3 separate regions of the Mus musculus genome follow, and regions 2 and 3 are each linked to region 1. A link is a contact called in public HiChIP or PLAC-seq data. All regions are on one chromosome and are shown on one strand. Each heading gives the region's core, a stretch centred on a gene start, on an enhancer-like site or on the middle of the called end of the contact. The rest is flanking DNA. Distances are from core to core; before and after follow the strand shown.

Region 1 (3,345 bases), core at 353-2,852:
CTGAATTCAGTTCCTCTATAACAACAGCCAATGGTTAACCACTGAGCCGCCTTTCCAACCTTGCACTGAACATCTTTAAAACAATAGAGGCTCGAGCTGAATTTCCATGCTCATACAAAGCTCACTGGGAGAGGAGGCTGCTTTTGTTTGCTTTCTGCTGCTGTGAGACCCACCCTGACTACACTCAGCTTGTAGAGGGAAGTCTTTATTTTATCTTCCACATCCGGGCCACACTCCATCACCCAGGGAAGTCAGGGCAGGAACCTGGAGGCAGGCATTGAAGCAGAACACTATTTCATGGAGAACACGGTTTACTGGCTTGTTCAGCCTGTTTTCTTATACAACCCAGGACCACATGCCCAGGGGTGGCCCTACCTACAGTGATCCAGGCCCTCCCACTGCAATCTTTAATCAAGAAAATACCCCACAGACTTGTCTACCTGCTAATCTGGTAGGGGCATTTTTTTCCACTGAGGTTTCCTCTTCCCAAATGACCTAGCTTGTGTCACGTTCACACACATGCACACACATACACATACACATACACATACACATACACATACACATACACATACACATACACATACACACACACACACACACACACACACACACACACAGAAAGAAAGGAGAAAGAAAGAAAGAAAGAAAGAAAGAAAGAAAGAAAGAAAGAAAGAAAGAAAGAAAAAGAAAAGAAAAAAGAAACTGAAATGAATAAATCTAACCAGGACAAATGCTGACACAGCCGTTATGACTGCTGGGAAATGTAGTCTTTCTGAGGGTTCAAAAAGAGAGGGAACCGGGCATCCCTCAATAGATCTATTTGGACATGTTTCCTCTGGAAGGCAGGTGGGGCTTTTGCAGGAACTGTGTGTTAAATAAATGCTCTGTTTAGTTCCATTCATTCAGTGACTGCTCTGAACAGTTGTTGGTGAGGGTCTCAACCAGCTAGGCAAAGTGTTGGACATGGAAGGTGGGTGGGGCAGGGGGCGGTGTCAACACATATTAAGTGACTGGTCTCCTTCAAGCATTTAAAACGACGATCTCACTGATCAGGACCCAATCCCCTACCCCACAATGAATGGGCAAACTGATTCTGCTTGCCCAAAGCTACTGAGCTGGAAATAACCATCAATAAATCTCACAGTCATCCTAAGTTACTTGCCTTTATCTACATCAGGAGAGGTTTGTAATTTCCAGCTTACTGGGAGACAGAGTCTCACAAAGTCAAATAATTAGAATCCAGCATGATAAGCGGATTCAATATTATCAGAACAATAACTATTAATGAGTGGCCAAGACACTAGGAAAACCTCAAGGTTGAAGGACATTTCAACCTCTGTAGGGTAGAGAAGAGCTTGCCAGCTAAAGGACCATAGTTCCCCATGGTCTCTGTTTTCGTACTTTTCCCCAGTAGCCAGACACCTGTTGCATTTCAGGCCAAGGCTTCTTATTTTATTTGGTGATGCCCCTAAGCCCAGAGGGCTTCTGGTAGGAAATTCTCAAGAAATGGTTCTTCTGAACCTGCTGCTGTGTCCCCAGACCTTGTAGATGATCTGATAAAGTGCGGTACTCACGACCTTGCAGAGCTATAGAGATAAGGGCAGATTTGCCACTGCAAGAGCTTCCTGCCGGCTGCTGATTGGCTGGCCTGGGGATCTGCATCTGTGGCTGCCCTGGTCAGTGAAACGCTGAGGCTGCATCCTTTGCCCCACCCTGTTTCTTCAGGTCATTTGACTCACGAGGGGGACAGCCAGAGAGATCCAGAGATGAATTAGAACCCAGGCTCTCGAATTGCTGCTCATCTGTGTGACAATCTAAGTTCATTTCTGTCCACGGGGCTTTGGGGGTGGGGGCGGGGACCAGAGCTGTGTGGTATAGTGATCTATGCCAGCTGGGGAGAGCCAGCTGGCTACAGAGAAGGGTATGGATCCCTCAAGTGCGGGAGTCAGGTCTCCCCTCTTGGTGAGTTTTGTGGGAGGAGCCTCAACCTGAGGAAGTGATAAGCTCTCAGGGAATGAAGGGTGAGTTTTCACCCATTCACCAAGCAGTAGCTTCAGGCCTGGCCCTGGGCCCTGCTAGAAGGAACATTTCCACATATGCAGGAACTCTGTGGAAATTAACATGCATATGTGACAAATGGGGGCGGGGGGGGGGCTCCACATGGACTGGGAAACAATGCTAAAAACTACCGGGATATTAACGCATGGTGGTAGGTTCACAGAGCGAGGGGGTGGGGTGTGACTGGCGATGACATAATGGCTTGAGGATGATTCCACAGAGAAAACATCAGACACACGCACGGTGGCAGCAAGCTGGATCCTTCCGTGACAGATTTCCCACAAACATAAATTGGCCGTTAGCCTCTTTACAGACAGGGAGAGAAGCTGGCATCTTAGTTTGGACTAAGGCAGAAATTTTAACCCCAATTAGGAATGCAGGGTGCAGCAAACCAAGCTCCTCCCCCAGGATCTGACAGGACTCTTTGTGAAGTTCTGGGTTGAAGCAGGAGGCGCTCACAGGTCAAGGCTCTTCCTCCCTTGCTTTCTCATGATGTAGGCTTCACTTTGGAAGCACCTGCTACAAGCGCTAAGGGCTCACTCTAGCCTGTCTGCCTCCCGCCTGGTCTGTGGCTCTCTAGGGTTGGGTGGTTACTCTACCTCTATACCTGATAGTGCTTTGGGGTATCAACTCAGAACTCAACTCATGGGGGCAGACCTGGGTGCATGGCTATATTGTTTTACCATCTGGTTATGAATGGGGACCTCGGGCCAGTCATCCCCAAGCCTCCGCATGCCAAGGGACTGGGGGACATTTCTGTCATGGGCTCTTGGCTTCACGCCCCCATACCACACCATTAGATACTTTACTTGATGGTTTCCAGAAGGACAGATGTCATGGAGAATAGGGAGAACCTGCCAGAACCCTGATGGTAAGTCACTCCTACCGATGAAGCAATGTATACATGACTACACTGGAGTCTAATTTATAGATCAGTACAGCCACGTGACTTTTAAGGACCTGTGTGTTCTGGAGAATGAGTGGTCAGGTGACCTGTTACTGTGTTAGCAATACAGAGGCCACTCACTCAAACCGTGAGTTACTCATGCGGCCTCTGGGTGCAACCAAGACACACTGGGTTGCTATTGGCATTAGTGGCATTTTATATAGATCACACTTTTGTGCGGCTCTGTGTGTGCAGGTACATGTTTGTGTGGGTGCACGTGCACATGTGTGAGCACACATGTGAAGCCAGAGAACAAGCTTGGGTGTCATTTCTCAGGAAGCTTCCACTGTGTGTGTGTGTGTGTGTGTGTGTGTCTGTGTGTCGGTGTAGCTGTTTGG
Region 2 (3,170 bases), core at 467-2,966, 630 kb after region 1:
GTTGGTACCTCGGGGAAAGATCTTCTCCCAGGCAGCTAACTCAAATACTGTAGGTTTCACTTCTAAACCATACAGGATTCTCAACTGATCTTCCCTTTCCAGAAATGTATCCCATACCATACAACCTAGGTTGGTCATAAAAATAAATGGATTTTATTTGGTTTTAACTTATGTTTATGAGTAAGACTAAAGATAAAACCCAAGGTTTTGCCCATTTTAGGTGAATACTCCATCACTGTGATGTGTCGCAAACTGTGTATGTGAGTTTTAAAAACAAATGCCTGCTAAGTACACAAACCAGACCCTTCTATTTGTTTGAAAACAACAGGTTCATCCGGGATTCCCGTTGGACACATGGGTCAGACCCAGGCTAACACCACACTCCCAACATGCACCTCACCTTTCCTGCAACTCCTGTTTCATCAGGAACCTGGGCTACCACTCTCACTGCAACATCTCCCCATGCTTCGGAGAGCTCCTAGTTAAGACAAGTCCATCTCATTCAGTATTTGCTTGCTGGAGTTGGAATCTCAGAGTGGTCTCTAATACTCTGAGGAACATGCTTGAGTTTGGACATTCAGGGTCTATGACTGGCTTAGGAATAGCCTGCTGAATTAAAGCACAGAACATGTGTCTACTAACAGCCCAGAGGGCTTGCTTAGCTGTTGCACTCTCATGAAAAGGCATGGTCACCTCTGTTATACAGCCTTGCATAGTGGAAATTCCTTAGTCAACAGACTTTGATATTCATGACCACAAGCCATCTGGTAAAATTCACTCTCACCCTTTGGCTGCAGTTGGCCATTTCTGCAAAGAGCAAAAGTTCACCTGAAAACACTAAAAGAATCCATGGTAGACATCTGGAAGCCAGGCCTCTCATTCCTTGTGTATCTCTATCTTTTTCCATACCTTCAGTTGCTTACCGGTACCGCAGATAGCTGAGCATCCTTCTGCTCTCAACATACCAATTTGGCACTAGAAATTCAGAATTAACTAAAATATATTTTTATCTCCAATAACCTAATCATGTGCCAACCCTTTTGGTGATTAGCAAGACCGAGGAGCAATGACTTCTATCTCCCCTGGTTCTTTCTCTTCTTCAGTCCTCAAATGTCTTAGACTCGAATCCTTCTACTACCCAATTAGGGTCCTGTACTCGTCTTCTCTTTAAGGACAAGAGCAGTAGGTAAGAAAGTCACAGACTATTTAACCTCAGGTGCAAAGGGGTCTCTCTACTCTCTACCTGGCATGTGTGGATCTGTGAGCCAGGTAAGCCATCTTCATTTCCTAGTGTGACACAGGCCTGCTGGTTACTGCCCATGCCTTTCAGTCTAAGTATTTATTGATATGTGAGAAAGTTCTGCAAGAATCCAGAGTAATGCAGACATGAAACAATGAGACCAGACAATGCCCTGGAGCTCCATGGATATCAGGGTGGAAGATCCCACGAGATGATGACCATGGTCATAGGATCTTTGGTTAATCTTGAGAAAGATATAGAAGCCTCTCCAGAGAAAAATGTGCCAACATGGAAGGGAGATGCCAGACCCTCCTGATGACCCATTTCTGGGAGATGAGAGAGCCCGTGGGCCCCTGAGAGCTGTTGCTGTAGACCTCAGCAGGTGGGGTGACAGACCAAAGAAGAAAGCTTGCCACAAGCCTAGAAGCCACCACCGGGCACAGACACCCTTCTTCACCCTGCCCTTCTGAAGATGGCCATGCATATTTACATCTTATCGTTTCTTCTAGAGAAACGATAGAGCACCCATCTGTCCAACCACACTCCGCTTCCAGGAAACCGAAATGAGAGCGGATGTTGTCTGTCATGGCTCGATGTCTCTCTCTCTCTCTCTCTTTCTTTTTTGCCTTCCTTTCATGTAAGACTCTATTTTTGTTATTGTATTCTTACAAGATACTCTTGAGAGATATTTTCTCTCCTCCCTCCCTATGTTCCTCCTGAATTGTCTAAAGCCTTGAGCTGCAGAAGGAGAAGCAGATACTGATGAGGCCATTTAGCTATTGGCAAGTTACCTTGCATACTCCCTCAAGCCCTTCAGAAGGATGCCTGGGGGGCTCCTGTAAGGCTGTGGCCTTGCACCTTAGGGGATGCTTGACAGTTGCTGAGCCTGCTGTGAGATATGTGGCCTCAAGACCTTTCCCTGCATGGTGCCTGCTTCATGTATTCTACCTTTTCATACTCTCTTCCTATGTGATTCTCATTGTCCTCACAGACTGGTTAAGAGATAATGTCTCCTTTTGGAGTTGAGATGAGATCAACAGGTAAGCACAGGTGCCTAGGAGGAGAGGCAGGCTAGAACCAAAGAGTTTCCTGACTGCAAAGATCAGACTCCCAACTTTCTTAGACTCCTTAAGGTCATGAACTCTGAAGGCATTTTGCATCTCTCTCCAGAACCCTGCATTCAAGACATAAACACTAATTTCAAGATATGTCCAGGCAATGAGATGCTGCTGTGTCCTGCAGCACACATGAAACATGAGCCATTTGTTCCCCCATCTTGAGAGTTTGAAGTATGATGACTCTTGATTTGCCAACCCCCCTGTCAGGATCTTCAATGTGAAATGGTAACTTGTTCCTTTAGGGAGATACAGTCCCCAGCATCCTGTCAAAGATGCACGAGGTTACACCATGCAGACACACTAAGGGAGTGACAAGGGCAAAAATTGGTACTTTAGGGAATTCTCTTGCACATTGCTTATATATTGTTTCAGAGTTTAAGACCAATCGGTCCACCACTTCTCCATTTCCTCTTCATACATACCCACATCCCATTCACCCTAGACATTTCTTGATTTTATGGGCTGTGGGAAGATATATCCTGGATATCTTAATCTTCAGGGTCAAGGCAAGTCATTTACTTCAGGATAGAGGGCACGGCATCTAAGGTTGTCACTTTGAAATGAACAGCTTATGGAGAATGGTCAAACTCCTAGACTGGAGCTTCTGTCTTTAAACATCTATCCATTCATAGCCACCACTGCCTGGCAAGGCTGTCTAGCTGTTCTGGTTTCATTTCTGTCGCTGTGATAAAATATCCCAACACAAAGCAACTTAAGGGAGGATGGGTTTTACTTTAGTGTACAATTCCAGGCTACAGTCCCTCTGTGTAAGTCTAAGGTAAGAATGTCAAAACATTAGTTACATCCACTCA
Region 3 (3,157 bases), core at 349-2,848, 690 kb after region 1:
GTGAATTGGGAGGCTTCCGCAGAGCTGTGGATCGCTGTGAACATCGGCGCCCACAGCACTGATGAGCAGTGTTTGGATGGGAGAAATGCATTTAAAACCCCTCCCACTTCTGTGCTGGTCCCCTGGTTTTAGAGTTTCTGACTACCTTACCTGTCTCTGGCATGTCAGCTACAAGAGGACTTTCTCAAGAGAGGGAGAAGGACTGGGCTGAGGCATCAGGCACAGTGCCAGGGACCAGTGGTCAATCTCAGGTGGTATTTTGGAGAATCCTTGATTTGGAATCTTCTGGTCTGATTCAGGCTGGGGAAAACCCTTCCTCATCAATACTTACATCATGACTAACTGCATTCACTTGGGACCTGAGAGTCTCGCTCCTTGTTACAACACGAAATTGGTTTCTCCTGCCCTTTAGTATCTCCGTCATCAGAAGGAGATTCCTCATCAATGTTGACTGGAAAACTTGATCTCTCCTGCTTGCCTCCGGCACAGGAAAGGTCTCTCTTCTCTCAGTTGCTTTAAGATGGAAGTCAGGTTACTACCCTGACTTCGTTCACAGCTTATTCATCCACCCCTGCTTTTAGTTTCCGGGATTTTGAGCCCAGTTACTAGCGCCCATAGGGGATTGCCAATACCACAGAACTCAACTTAAACTTCTCTCTCTCCTTCCAAGAATGGAAGCTCCAGTGAGTTGCGATGCTTCCAGGGCAATGATCTGAGAGCCCGGAGAAAAGCAGAACTCTGAGGGGAGCTATAGGTGACACCCGGCTGCGGCACCTAAGGTGATCTAGGATCGAGAGCTTCAGGAGAAAATGCTTCACTTGGGGCAGAAGGACTGTGAGGTGAGATGCAGGAGACTGGCTGAGTGGACAACAAAGGTAACGAAGGTGCCACAGACACTGGTGACAGTCATCTTTAAAGAGCATCATTGTTTGAATTACATTTCTCATCATTGTTGTGCCCTAAATACCCACAGCAGCAGCTGGAGGGATGAGGGGTTTGTTACCACTCACAGTTTTGGGGGAAAGCTTGGCGGGATACCTGAGTGCTTGGGCAGAGCGTCATGAGGCCAAGAGTGTGTGGAGGAGAGGCCCCTCTGCTTCATAGTGGACAAAAAGCAGAGAAAGAAGGACAGAAGATGTAGCCAGGATGAGACACGCATTCCAGAGGGCAGGCTGGGTGCAGACATAAGAGAGGCTTCAGTTTTTGTTCCCATTTTCACCACGGTCCTTTACATGTCTGCTTCTTCTTCTTGGTCTCTTCCATTTTTCTCAACGTTGAATTTCACTGAATCACCTGCCCTAAGGACATCTCAGGTTCAGCAGTGTAGATGTAGAGTGAGAGGAGATGGCTACACCATGCCATAGGGATTATGTCTTCTGTGCAACATTATCTAAGCTTCTAGAACTTGAGTCCATGCTAATGTATTGAGGATGATACTCCAGGGGGCTGTGTACAATTTCTGGGTCTAACTAAAGAATTGAAAGGGGGCTCCTGGTTCCTCTAACGTTGTGTGCTGAAAGCCCTCTGCTTTGGGCTCCCAGGGAACACATGGCGACTGAGCTGCAATAGCCACAGAGCTTCCGTTGATGAAAAGGCCAGGGGGAGCTCAGCAAAGGAAGTCAGTTTAAGTTCACACAGGATAGTAACTTGATCCAGTGTCAAGGACTAGGAGCTAGGTGAAAGCAACTGGGGTAAGGTCTTTGTCCCTGAGGTCACAGCTCAAAGTGGAAGGCCTGCACTGAGAGCATTCATCAATGAAATGCTCACTCTGTCCACGACCTCTTAGTGGTGATTGATTCTCAGCTTTGAGAATGCCTCTGTATGTGGGATGCATACGACTTTGCTCTCACACCTAAAGAAACAAAGCAAACCATCATGAGGAGGGTCCAGGGCAATACCCATCTTTAATGGGAAGCCAAATCTCCATACGTATTCCCAAACTATGCAGTGTCCTGGCTCATCATCTCGGTATCAGGAAGGTTTTACACTAAGATTCTTAGAACAAATGTAGCAAAGAATGAACTCCCCAAAGCAAGGTTCAGAGGGAACTGGACAATATTAGGCCAACATGACCCACTTGGAAAGTCCCCTTAAGTGGATAGAACCCCTCACTCTTAAAGCCGGACTTGGGTTCATCCATTCCCAAACCAAGTGACCTGAAGCTAATGGCTGGTGCAGAAGAATGCACAACCAGTGAGTGTCCACGTATGTCACACAGAAATCCATTGGCCATTCATATTCTGGGGAGTCAGCCTTAGAAGCCAGTGATGTACCTGCCGGGGCTGAGCATCCCTCCATCCACGAACAGGACATGAACTTGAATAGCTTATGTGCTTTATGTCTTCTGATCGTCCCTGCAGTTTTATCTTCCCCTTCGTGTACAGCCCATGCTTTGTGAAGTAATGCAGAAATAATAAATTCTAGAGGAATGTTGACCAAATAGATGTTTAAAACTTACGACAGAGTTGGGACATAAGTCTGTGCGATTTGTAGGAGAGGTTTGCTGTGGTAGGGAGCAGGGAGACTGGAAGTCTAGCCTCAGCCTATCTAAGGCTCGGACAGAATAATCAGAAAAATAGTTACTCTCTAAAGATAAGACTAGGGTATGGTGTGTAGAGTGAGGAAGAGAGTTTTCACAGGGTAGGAGAGACAGCCAGGGTAGCTTTCTTTATAAGCACAATGGCTTCAGCATGTCAGAGAGTGGGACAGGGGAGATAATGTCCTGTTTGTTTGTTTAGAACCTCTACGTTTCCTTATTTCACAATGCATAATTGTCTTGGGGATTATACAGCCCCACTAACCAGATAAACCAAAATGACTTAGCCTTGTTTCCATGGTGACAGAGATGATGGTGGTGAGGATGAGGATGGCAGACAGGGCTGCTGGCAACAGCAAGGATCAGCATCAGCTCGGCTGTTTCTAGGTACACAGTGCCTGCCCATGCCTGTGGGATGGTAGACAACGTGCAGATGGCCCCACACCTATTACGAGCTTTCTGTGCTTCGGGGAGGACCATTCTAAAGAAAAGATGGCACTTACTACGTCTTGTTCTATGCCCAGGAAGACACTGTAAACAGGATAACATAGGTAATCTAATAGCAGACTCTACAAGACTTAAGATAAAGGCCCATGAATAACAGAGATAGTTAACCAGCTG

The links. HiChIP or PLAC-seq counts read pairs in DNA pulled down with a chosen protein or histone mark.
Region 2: an H3K27ac HiChIP or PLAC-seq map of regulatory T cells shows a contact between it and region 1, with 6 times the contacts expected there. The contact joins two enhancer-like sites. A contact is called at or near these places in 4 of 115 datasets of contacts at active chromatin or transcription factors (the SCID.adh cell line, T-cell acute lymphoblastic leukemia, regulatory T cells and 1 more).
Region 3: an H3K27ac HiChIP or PLAC-seq map of T-cell acute lymphoblastic leukemia shows a contact between it and region 1, with 4 times the contacts expected there. The contact joins two enhancer-like sites. A contact is called at or near these places in 1 of 484 Hi-C or Micro-C datasets (embryonic stem cells), 2 of 115 datasets of contacts at active chromatin or transcription factors (T-cell acute lymphoblastic leukemia and double positive thymocytes) and 1 of 9 other capture datasets (embryonic stem cells).

Annotation. Positions count from the first base shown.
Region 1 is chr12:107,768,953-107,772,297 of GRCm38.p6, reverse strand. No RefSeq gene overlaps it. Among named protein-coding and RNA genes, the nearest start is that of 4930465M20Rik, 35 kb to the right of the region's middle. Within about 2 kb of position 1,602, at least 22 of the 459 cell types and tissues checked have an H3K27ac peak or open chromatin away from gene starts, as enhancers often do. A contact at or near this core is called in the SCID.adh cell line, T-cell acute lymphoblastic leukemia and regulatory T cells, where this site is marked.
Region 2 is chr12:107,137,772-107,140,941 of GRCm38.p6, reverse strand. No RefSeq gene overlaps it. Among named protein-coding and RNA genes, the nearest start is that of Gm52008, 28 kb to the right of the region's middle. Within about 2 kb of position 1,716, at least 33 of the 459 cell types and tissues checked have an H3K27ac peak or open chromatin away from gene starts, as enhancers often do. A contact at or near this core is called in the SCID.adh cell line, T-cell acute lymphoblastic leukemia and regulatory T cells, where this site is marked.
Region 3 is chr12:107,076,937-107,080,093 of GRCm38.p6, reverse strand. It overlaps Gm16086 (a long non-coding RNA gene), which reads left to right. Exons shown (of 5, transcript XR_381903.3): 3 at 671-839. Among named protein-coding and RNA genes, the nearest start is that of Gm16086, 21 kb to the left of the region's middle. Within about 2 kb of position 1,598, at least 3 of the 459 cell types and tissues checked have an H3K27ac peak or open chromatin away from gene starts, as enhancers often do. A contact at or near this core is called in T-cell acute lymphoblastic leukemia, where this site is marked.